3 separate regions of the Mus musculus genome follow, and all the other regions are linked to region 2. A link is a contact called in public promoter capture Hi-C and targeted proximity ligation data. All regions are on one chromosome and are shown on one strand. The core of a region is the stretch at or near the end of the contact, and the rest is flanking DNA. Distances in the headings are between cores, read along the strand shown.

The links. Promoter capture Hi-C pulls out the DNA fragments that hold promoters and counts their contacts.
Region 1: a contact with region 2 is called in a promoter capture Hi-C map of second pharyngeal arch cranial neural crest, with 3 times the contacts expected there. A contact is called at or near these places in 12 of 39 promoter capture datasets (the 3T3-L1 cell line, 3T3-L1-derived adipocytes, the C10 cell line and 7 more), 3 of 484 Hi-C or Micro-C datasets (CD4 T cells, muscle stem cells and myocytes) and 5 of 130 datasets of targeted methods (embryonic stem cells, extraembryonic endoderm stem cells, memory CD8 T cells and 1 more).
Region 3: a targeted proximity ligation map of pancreatic cancer cells shows a contact between it and region 2. A contact is called at or near these places in 2 of 39 promoter capture datasets (the C10 cell line and liver), 2 of 484 Hi-C or Micro-C datasets (both in cortical neurons) and 1 of 130 datasets of targeted methods (pancreatic cancer cells).

What each region holds. Positions count from the first base shown.
Region 1 is chr15:73,088,835-73,091,902 of GRCm38.p6, forward strand. Chrac1 (chromatin accessibility complex 1) reads left to right here and starts at 1,578. Exons shown (of 3, transcript NM_053068.3): 1 at 1,578-1,749. The coding sequence starts at 1,603.
Region 2 is chr15:73,421,195-73,424,468 of GRCm38.p6, forward strand. Ptk2 (PTK2 protein tyrosine kinase 2) reads right to left here and starts at 1,997. Exons shown (of 35, transcript NM_001358046.1): 1 at 1,815-1,997.
Region 3 is chr15:73,148,322-73,151,407 of GRCm38.p6, forward strand. All of the region lies in intron 1 of Ago2 (argonaute RISC catalytic subunit 2), which reads right to left. Among named protein-coding and RNA genes, the nearest start is that of Ago2, 35 kb to the right of the region's middle.

The DNA.
Region 1 (3,068 bases), core at 328-2,827, 330 kb before region 2:
ATGATGGGGAGAGTGGTACCATAGGCTATTAGTGGCATTGTTCAGAAGTGTGCACAGCCCAAGCCTAGTGGCATCCTAGCTTCCTAAAACAGTCCTATGCTTGTCTGCCTCACTTGGGTGAAAGGAAGCATGTGAAAGGCAGGCAAAACTCATCTTGTCTAACGGCTTTCCTTTGCTGCAGATCTGAGAACAAACATCACTTCTCAGAGGCCAGCTTACCAGTTATGACACTTCCCACTGGAAATGGTATTCTTTCCCCAGACATCTGGGTGAACATAGCCTTATTGAGAGCACGCAGCTAGCTTGCTCACCAACTGTGCCTTCGTGCCTGACACTAACACTGGATATAAGTTCTACATCTATGGTCTCAAACAACCTGGGATACAAAGTATTCAGGAAAAAAAACAAAACAAAACAAAACAAAACCCATCCCTGCTGACTGGACATGTAGAAATCTCTCATCATTGTTCCCTAACAGTCCAGCAACTACTCATATGGCATTCACGAAGCACTTAATCAAGAAGACATGGGTATTGTATGAGAATGTGCCTAGGCGTTATGCAGTTGTCGTCTTTTGTATTTAAGACTTTTCTGTCGGGCGTGGTGGCGCACACACTCCGGAGGCAGAGGCAGGGGGATTTCTGAGTTCGAGGCCAGCCTGGTCTACAAAGTGAGTTCCAGGACAGTCAGGGCCATACAGAGAAACCCTGTCTCAAAAAACCACACACACACACACAAAAAAAAAAAAAAAAAAAAAAAAAAGACTTTTCAGCATGTACAATTTCAGTATGTGTGGGGATCTTAGAACCAATCCCCCAATAGATACTGAGGGACAGTTGTATCTTATGTTTATTGGACTAGGATATACTACGGTAATGACGACACTAAAACCAAACATGATCCAATCTATAAAACCCTGCCGATTTAGTTCCTCCAACTATATTTAGTGCCATCTTAGGAGTTTTTGTTCTCTTCAGACCACATCAACTTTACTCTCCCAAGTTTACTCCACAGCTCATCTAAGCAAAAGTCCACGGTCTCACGGTTTCATCTGCCGTGGAGTCCCACTTTCTGATATTCTTGGACGCTCCCTCCAGACCACTTGATAGGATGTTTCTAATAGTCTTCATTCTAAAGTCATGGCCCATCTTCTTCAACAAGACCTTGTGTGGCCAGGCTGGCTAGAACTCTTGGTGATCCTTTTGGCATTGTGGTGGGATTACAGAAGACTCTAGGACCATTCAGTTCACCTGTCTGCTTAGCAGGCTAATCCCCATACGCCTCAAGAAAGACATGGGTAGTGGCCGCCTTTCCTCCCTATTCCTCTGGCCAAACTGTTGCCATGGTTCGTTTGATTCCCTCCAGAACATGACCTCCTAAGACATCTCTCCAGTTTTTGAAAGGACAAATCTGTGCAGCTCGGGACTGCCCGAGCAAGCACTCGGACGCCTGAGAGCGCTTCTTCCGGGAGACTGCCCCGGCGTTTCCGAGAGGGATTTTCCCGGGCGCCGGCTCCCAGGCTTTCGGGCCACCGCGCTCCACAGCGTCTGCGCAGGCGCGGCCGCGCGAAGCATCACGGGCCGCCCGGGACGGACGCGGAAGATGGCGGACGCGGCCGTGGGGAAGGAAAAGTGCGGGGACCAGCGGCTCGTGTCATTGCCCCTGTCCCGCATCCGAGTCATCATGAAGAGCTCTCCCGAGGTGTCGAGCATCAACCAGGAGGCGCTGGTGCTCACGGCCAAGGCCACGGTGAGCGGCCGGCGGGGCGACGAGAGGGGCGGGCGCGGGCACCAACCGCCCCTCGGGCTCCGCACACACGCGCCTTGGCCTTTGGCTGCCCTGCGGGGGCCGCGCGGCGCCTCTTTCTCTTGCGTCTGCGCGCTACACACCTCCTCCTCCCCTCCCGCGGGCTCAGCTCCGCCCACTGCGCCGCTTTCGCTCTGCAGGATCGTCTGGCTCCCAGCGTCCTCTGCGCCCCGCCTCCCGCGTCACTCCCCGCTGGGCCTCGCGCACGCGTAGTTAAGGGTTCGGCTGCGTGCGCGAGTTGAGGCGGGTCTATGTCGTGCGGGAGGTCGGGCTGACTCTGACTTCCCCCAGGAAGATGCGGGAAGGTTCTCCAAGCTTCCAGGACGGCTTGCAAGGCTGTCTAGGGCTCTTCAGCCCTCAGGACTCTGGAGGTAGTCAGAGTTTACGCAGACATCCGCTGTCACAAGTTAAATTATAACCGCATAGTCCCCTCCCAACACACATCGCTTTGTCTTCTTATTTTGTTCTATATTTCCAGCCATCTCTCAGTATGTTTTCCCTATCCTGGAGCTCTGTAAACCACCAGAATTACCTTGAACTCGAAAGAGATCTGCTTGTCTCAGCCTACCAAGTGTTGCTGGGGTTTAAGGCTTGTGCCACCACACCCTGCCACCTTGGTCTTGGCCCTTCTGAGTACGGCGATTAAAATTTCCTGACCCCACTCCTGGTTTAAAGTTTGGTTTCGATAGTGGTAGGCCGGGAACCTTATTGTTCTGAGACCCAGCCATGACTATTGGCTCTACCTTCTTTTCCAGCCTCTGCTTCTAGAACTTCATTCAGTGCGTGGCATTTTTTTTTTTTTTTTTTTTTTTTTACAATATTTTGGACTAGGGACAAAGGTACAAATCTTGTGACTGCAATAGAGTCAACCTTAAGTAGATCCTGATAAAATAACAATAGTTCCCCAGTATCTTTGGATTGGTCCTCCAAAGCCAAATACAAATCTTAGGATAACAAGCCCCTTTTAGACAGTGGTGTATATTTACATGTAAACTATACATGTCTCATTTCTAAATCATCTTAAGATCATGGTGGTGGCTGGGCAATGGTGGCGCATGACTTTGATCCCAGCACTTGGGAGGCAGAGGCAGGCGGATTTCTGAGTTCAAGGCCAGCCTGGTCTACAGAGTGAGTTCCAGGACAGCCAGGGCTACACAGAGAAACCCTGTCTCAAAAAAAAAAAAAAAAAAAAAAAAAAAAAACAACAACAACAACAACAAAAAAGTAGAACCTATTTAAAAACAAAAAACAAAAAAAAAGGA
Region 2 (3,274 bases), core at 747-3,246:
AATATAAAATCCTTTCTTCTACATGCTCAATCATCTTTAAAGCAACTCGGGTTAACACCTCTTTATATTCTGAGGGAAGGACTGTGCCACTGCTCAAACTCCGAGCCTTTCACACGTAACACACAAAGAGCTAACTGCCCAGCCTACAAATGTCTTTTAGATCTCCCAATTCCTATGGAGAAGAGTTATCTAACCAGCTCCAGAACAGGGTTTTGAGGACTGGGGGATTATGTAATTTCCAACAACAGGATTAGAGTTCCAAACTACTTCACATACCCCGCTTCCTCCGTGCTGCCTCCTCCCACCCTTCACAGCTACTGCTGGAACTCCACCCCCAACACTTCCTTGTTTAGTGGGCTGCCAGCCTCAAACACAGTAGGTCCCATCTACTCTAGGGAGCTTGCCAAAGCTGTCCTGGCCCCACACTATGGATTTTGAGCCAAAAGGACTTACCTGTCCAGGCATCATCTCTTCCTGAGCCACACAGTCCTAAAAGCTGTGACTTGTGGGTCCCTCCCAAACAGAAGCCACCTTTGCCTGTAGATCACGTATAAGTTAGCTTATATGGCAATGTCCCTAACAAGATCCTTTCCAGGAAAATGTACTCTTGTAGCCTTTTAATAAGCTCAAGTGTCTTAAAAGGAGGCCAGGGATCGGCCCACTTACAACAGCCACAAATATAAAACTAAATTCATAATAATACTGGGAACCATGTCCACGTTCCTTAAAGTTTCCTGTTAGGACTGGGGGCGTGGCTTTGTGGACCAGCACGAACCGCGTGGGAAGCCCTGGTGTTTCATACCCAGGAAAAAAAAAAAAAAGTTCACGTTTAAATACTACACGAAACTCAACAGTATCACTGAGTGGAAATATTATCTATAGTGTATCTCCACAAAAATTCGGAGAATGCTAATGTTAGATGAACTAGCTCTTTTTATGTCTGCATTCACAATACTTCTGTCCCAGGTCACTGTTCAGAGACCTGTCTTTGAAAGGAGACTTTTCATTCCTCAGTTTATAAATACACACACACACAGTGAGGCGCTGCTATTTCACTTCAAGTAGTAATAACCCATTACCACAACCATGATAAAGCTTCCATTCTAAGTAGAAATGCCAGCGCTGGTCAGATTTAAAACGAACCCGCAAACTCTTGCAGTGCCTTCAGCTCCAACCTATTTCAACCAGTTCCCATAATCATTACAGTATTGCTATTATCTTGGTCCCACTGCCAAACACCCAGCTGCAGTCTAACTATGCAAGAATGAGACACTGTTGAAATGGCTTTCAAAAAGCAACTTTCTCCTCGGCGCATTTCTCCGCAAAAAAAAAATTAAAATAAAATAAAATAAACCTTACAATTAAACGACACAAGTGCGCACACAGACACGATCGCTCCTCCGAGCGGTGCCACAAAAGCAGCCGGCGAGGACCGGCGGGGACAGGCAGCGCGCCGTGGCGGGGCTGGGTCGGGGCGGAGGGAACTTGGACAGCACAATGACTCCGGGGTTCGTGCGGTCGCACTGGAAGCCCCGCGCCGGCCACCCCGCGGCTGCTCAGCACTCCGCCTGCCACCTCTTTTGTTTTTCGGCTTTCGGGCCTCCCGGTCCCCGCCGCGCCCGCCCCGCCGTCCCGGACCCCGCGGCCTCTCGCGCCCCAGCCCCGCGGCCTCCTCAGCCCTCGGGGCCCGGCCTGACGAGGAGCGAGGCCGGGGCGCGGTGGGGGCCGTGTCCGCCGAAGCCCGCACCGCGGCCCGCGCCGCCCAACGCCCTGAGCCCGCGCCTCCGCGGCCGCGGCCCGAGCCCCGCACTCACCGGCCACCACTGGGCGCGCGAGGCTGAGGCAGATAGAAGGCAGCGGGGCGGCGCCGGCACCGGCAGCCGTGCTCTCTCCCACGCGCACGCCGGGCGCACGGCGGTCCGGCCGGCGGCGGTAGCGGTGACGGCGGGCTCGCGCCCTCGGGCCGTGCTGAGTCGGCGCGGGCCCGCGCGTGCGCCGTGGCTGGGGAGCGCGCGCCCACACCTCGCGGCGCGCAATGCCTCACCTCAGCGCAGAGCTCTACGCCTGCGCAGTGCGGACCGCGCCTGCGCAGAGCAGTCCGGCGCGCCCGGCTCCTAGTAAAGTGTATCCCAGCTGTGCGGGCGTGGCGTCGTCCGCGGATAGCGCTGTTCCGGGATGACGAGGTGGCCCCTGTGGCCGCCCCAGGGTCTGCGGACTAGGCCTGGGTCCCTCACGGTCACAGGAGATCCTTAGCCGCACACACGCCGGCCCTGATCTTCTCCAGGCTTCACCGCTTCAATAGAGGTTCATGGGCTTTCTGTAGATGGGGAAACTGAGGCACAGAGAGTATTTTAATGGATCTCTGAAGACGGTCCGAAAGATCGTTTAGGAGTGCCTGGGGCCACTCACATTCCAGCCCCTTCCCGCAGCCCCTGTAGATCTTAAGACTGGGGAAGCCTTTCGGGGACACTGGGTGGACAGGAGGGCCAGAACGGGAGAGCCACTGTGGATGGCTGCTGGCTTAAGAGCCAGTTCCAGCGCGGAACTTACCACGAAACGTGAGACTGGGGGGACACCTTTGCCTGAATCAAGCAGGTGGCCCTGTCCTTCCGAGCCGTGCCTAGTTTCCCTGAGTTTGTTTTTGTGCAGCAACCCTACGGAGAGTCTTAAGCAGGAAGTGGTGACTGATTTGTGATCTCTGAAAAAAAAAAAGGAAAAAAATCACTGGCATCCTTGCGGTAGGAAATGAAACCAGAAGCGGGGAACTTTCATTTTTAATGGTGTCATTTTGATCTTCGACCACAAGCCAACGAGCAAGCAGGACAGGCAGTGAAAGGTGAACACAGAACCACCAACCACTACATACCTGGGAGCTGTAATTTACTCAGGTATAATAAAACGCTTTGAGTTGTCGAGATTTTGCCATATTTTAGTGTTTCTTTTTTATTGTTTTTTTTAATGAAGTGTATTAAACTTGGATTTGAACTAGTAGTGGTGGTTATGTTTGGGGGTTTTTTTTTCTCTCCCAGATTTATTTATTTTATTGTACTTGTGTGTTTTCCTTGAATGTATATATGGGTATCACACACATGCCTGGTGCACGTGGAGGTCAGAAGAGGGTATTGGATCTCTTCTGAAATTAGAGATAGTCGTGAGCCAGCCACCATGTTGGTGTGGGAATAGAATCTAGGACCTTTCCAAAGACAAGTGCTCTTAACCACTGAGGGATCCCTCTAGCTCTAGTTTTATTTTGTTTCGTTCTTGTTTGTTTGTT
Region 3 (3,086 bases), core at 265-2,764, 270 kb before region 2:
AAGGAGGAGAGAAACTGTTCTCTACGCAAGCTTCTCCTTTCTGGATGATTAACACCCAACAGGAGGAAGTCAGTATTAGCTCTCCAAGACACCCGCCATCCTTCCCTCCACAGACCTTGACCAGGACACAGAATAACCAGGTGAACAAACCTACCTGACCTTCAGGTCAAAGAAGACTTAACAAAAGAACAGTCAACGGACTGTGGTCCCTGCTCCCTGCTCTCAGGTGGTCACCACTGGTCCAAGCAGAGGAAGCTGAGAACAGGATCAGCCAAACCACAGTCAGGAAGCTCAGACACACTGTGTGGGAGCCAATTATCGCACGTGGTTGGGCAGACCCCCCCCCCCCCCCCCCCCCCCCGCTTACAAAGTCAACGAAAGAAGCGTGCCTGGGAAGCCCAGCCCAGGGTCCACCCCCCTTCTGTCACCATTGATGTGGTCTCAGCACCCAGACCTGGCCACAGCATATTTTCAGACTCTCACTTCTAGGGTCACCTGGAAGCCCACCCCCTATCGCCAGCTATGGGGACTGCAGAGTGTCACCAGCCAGCTGGGGCTGCAGGCAGCATCAATAAAGGGAATGGGGAAACATGAAGTGTGATTTCACAAGACACTGTTTCCATTACCTCTGGAAGGAATGACAAGGCAGCTACTTCATAGAGAGCAACAGAGAGTATAAAATCACATCTGGCCCTTACAAATTCTCTGTCCTAGACCTCTTCCTAAGTACTGCGATCCCATGATCCCTCTTCTGAGACACCAGAGACCTATTTTTATCACTCCCGGGGAGCCCCAAGTGCACACTGCCAAACAAGCAGGAGGTTCAGACCCAAAGCCCTGGAGAGAAGCTGGCTCCGTGTGAGCACAGAGCTCCCAAGAGAAGGGAGCAGAGCAGGGAAACAGCTAAGCTTGTGAGGTATAGGCTCTGACCCGACAGATAATGTGCCAAGCTCGAGGCAAAAGGCGGCACGCCCCCACACCCCTCCTTTCTGACACTGAGGAGGAAAGCACCAAAGACTCCCAGGTGGCTGGCCCTGTCCTCTGTATCCTCCGGGCACAGCCCTCAGATACCCAATGTCCCTTCTTCCCCAATCCCAGAAGCACTCAGACACCTGCTCTGGCAATTGGTCTCCTACCCTTGAAGGTCCTGAATGTTCCCAGCTGCCTTCTCAGGAAATCCTTGGGACCAAGAAGGCAAATCCTATCTTTCACCTAGGAGGCCTCAGGGAGGGGCAGTGTCCCCTACTAAAGCCCTAGATGATGTACCCAGCTACTGCTCACTGCTGGAGAGGGTTCCCCGGCAGGGAGACTCCCAGGACACAATCCCAGCGTGGTGCCAGCGTGGTAACAACGCCGGCACCCAGTGTTTGCCTACTCGCTGATCACTTAGCACATTTGTTTGAGAGCTCCATTTTTAGAGCCCCATCACAAACAGAAAGGGAAACACAGAGAATGAGTAACCAACTTCCTGTATGAGCAACCGCGTCCAGGAGACCAAAAGATCTGGTGTTTGCGACAGATGCCAAGAGAGGCCCAAGCCTGCCGCAGTACACGATGGCCTCAAAAGTCCTGGGGCACATAGGGGATCTGCACAAGGGAGACTGCTGAGATGCCTACCCTCCCACCTCCTACCTGGAGCATGGGTGCGCATATATCCAGCCTCCCTATAAGAGACAGCACTGTACCCTGGAAACATTTGCTATGCCCACGTGCTCAGTTTAAGCACAAACACCAGCTCCAGACAACAAACATGGGACATCGGGGACAGACTAGGGACCAGGTCACAGGAAGGTCCTGGGAGCAACCTACCACACACTTGCACTGTAGGCTTGGAGTGCCCTGAGTCCCTAGCATAGGGCCAGCCTCAGCCTCCCACACCAGGACTGACTAGCAAAAAAAGAAAAAGGAAAAACAAAACAAACAAACAAAAAAGAAAACCAAAAAATCCATGGCACGTGTGTAGTAGGGGGTGTGCAGCAGCAGGATGGGTCTACTCTACCCATATTCCTACCTGCCCTCAGGCACCTAGGAAAGGGTCCTGAATCCTGTGACTCGGCCCTGACAACCCAGGTTACCAGCGCACTATCCACTTCTTGCCGTGGGACAAGGATGCTGGATGTTGTTGGAGCATCATGTACAACCCAGAGCAGCACTGTGTAGTCAACATTTCCTGGGAGAACTTGCTTCCTGAGGGATGTGGAGAGGCCCTGGGTGGAATACCCAGTCCATTCCTCGCAGGGCCGTCAGGAAGTGGGTGGTAGACAGATGGTCCCCACCCAGATAATGTGCCAAGCTCGAAGAGCCCTGCTGCAGGCCAGCAACCTATGCTTGCTACAAACTACTACCAAGGAGGGTCACAATGCCTTCTGGAAAAACCTATATCCTCCCTCTCCTTACAGGCTTAGGAACAGGGGACCTGACTGCCCTGGCTGCTGCGCCTCTCCTGGCCTGGCCCTCTGCACAGGCCCTCAGGAATGTTCTCAGTCAACCAGGGACCACTCTTAGTCAAGGGGCCTTGCGGCTTCTTCTCTGCCCATGGTGGAGCTGAAACAGAGCCATTACTGTAATATACTTTTATTCTCTCCAACCTTGATAATAAAAAATTACAGAAGACAGAGAAAAGTAGACTAAAACCACAGAGAGAGTCACCACAAGACAATCCCTGTGAAATGAACCTCAAAGCACACATGCCCCAGCTAGACCTGACTGGGTTTTTCCACCCCACCCCACCCCTCGTCCTTCCTTTAACATTATACCATGCCCAGACCTCCAAACCACCTCAGGGTTTTCCAAACTCCCTCTGGACCACACAGTCTAGGCTGACGCCCCTGAGAGAACACACCTCTATCTCCCTTCATCCCGGGACAGAAACCAGGACCCACATCGGGAACTCCGACAGCACCCGCCCTCAGCACTGACTGCCCATCTTCCTGCCCTGTCTTCTTCAGGCTGAGGCCTCTTGCCTACAGCTTCTCAGAACTAAAGTATCCACCTCACTGAGCTCCTCCGTGGCCCTCACCCTGGCCCAGGCACTTCACAGCTTAGGAGCCCACCAGAGGTGATCCCTGTATAGATGACACTTTGTG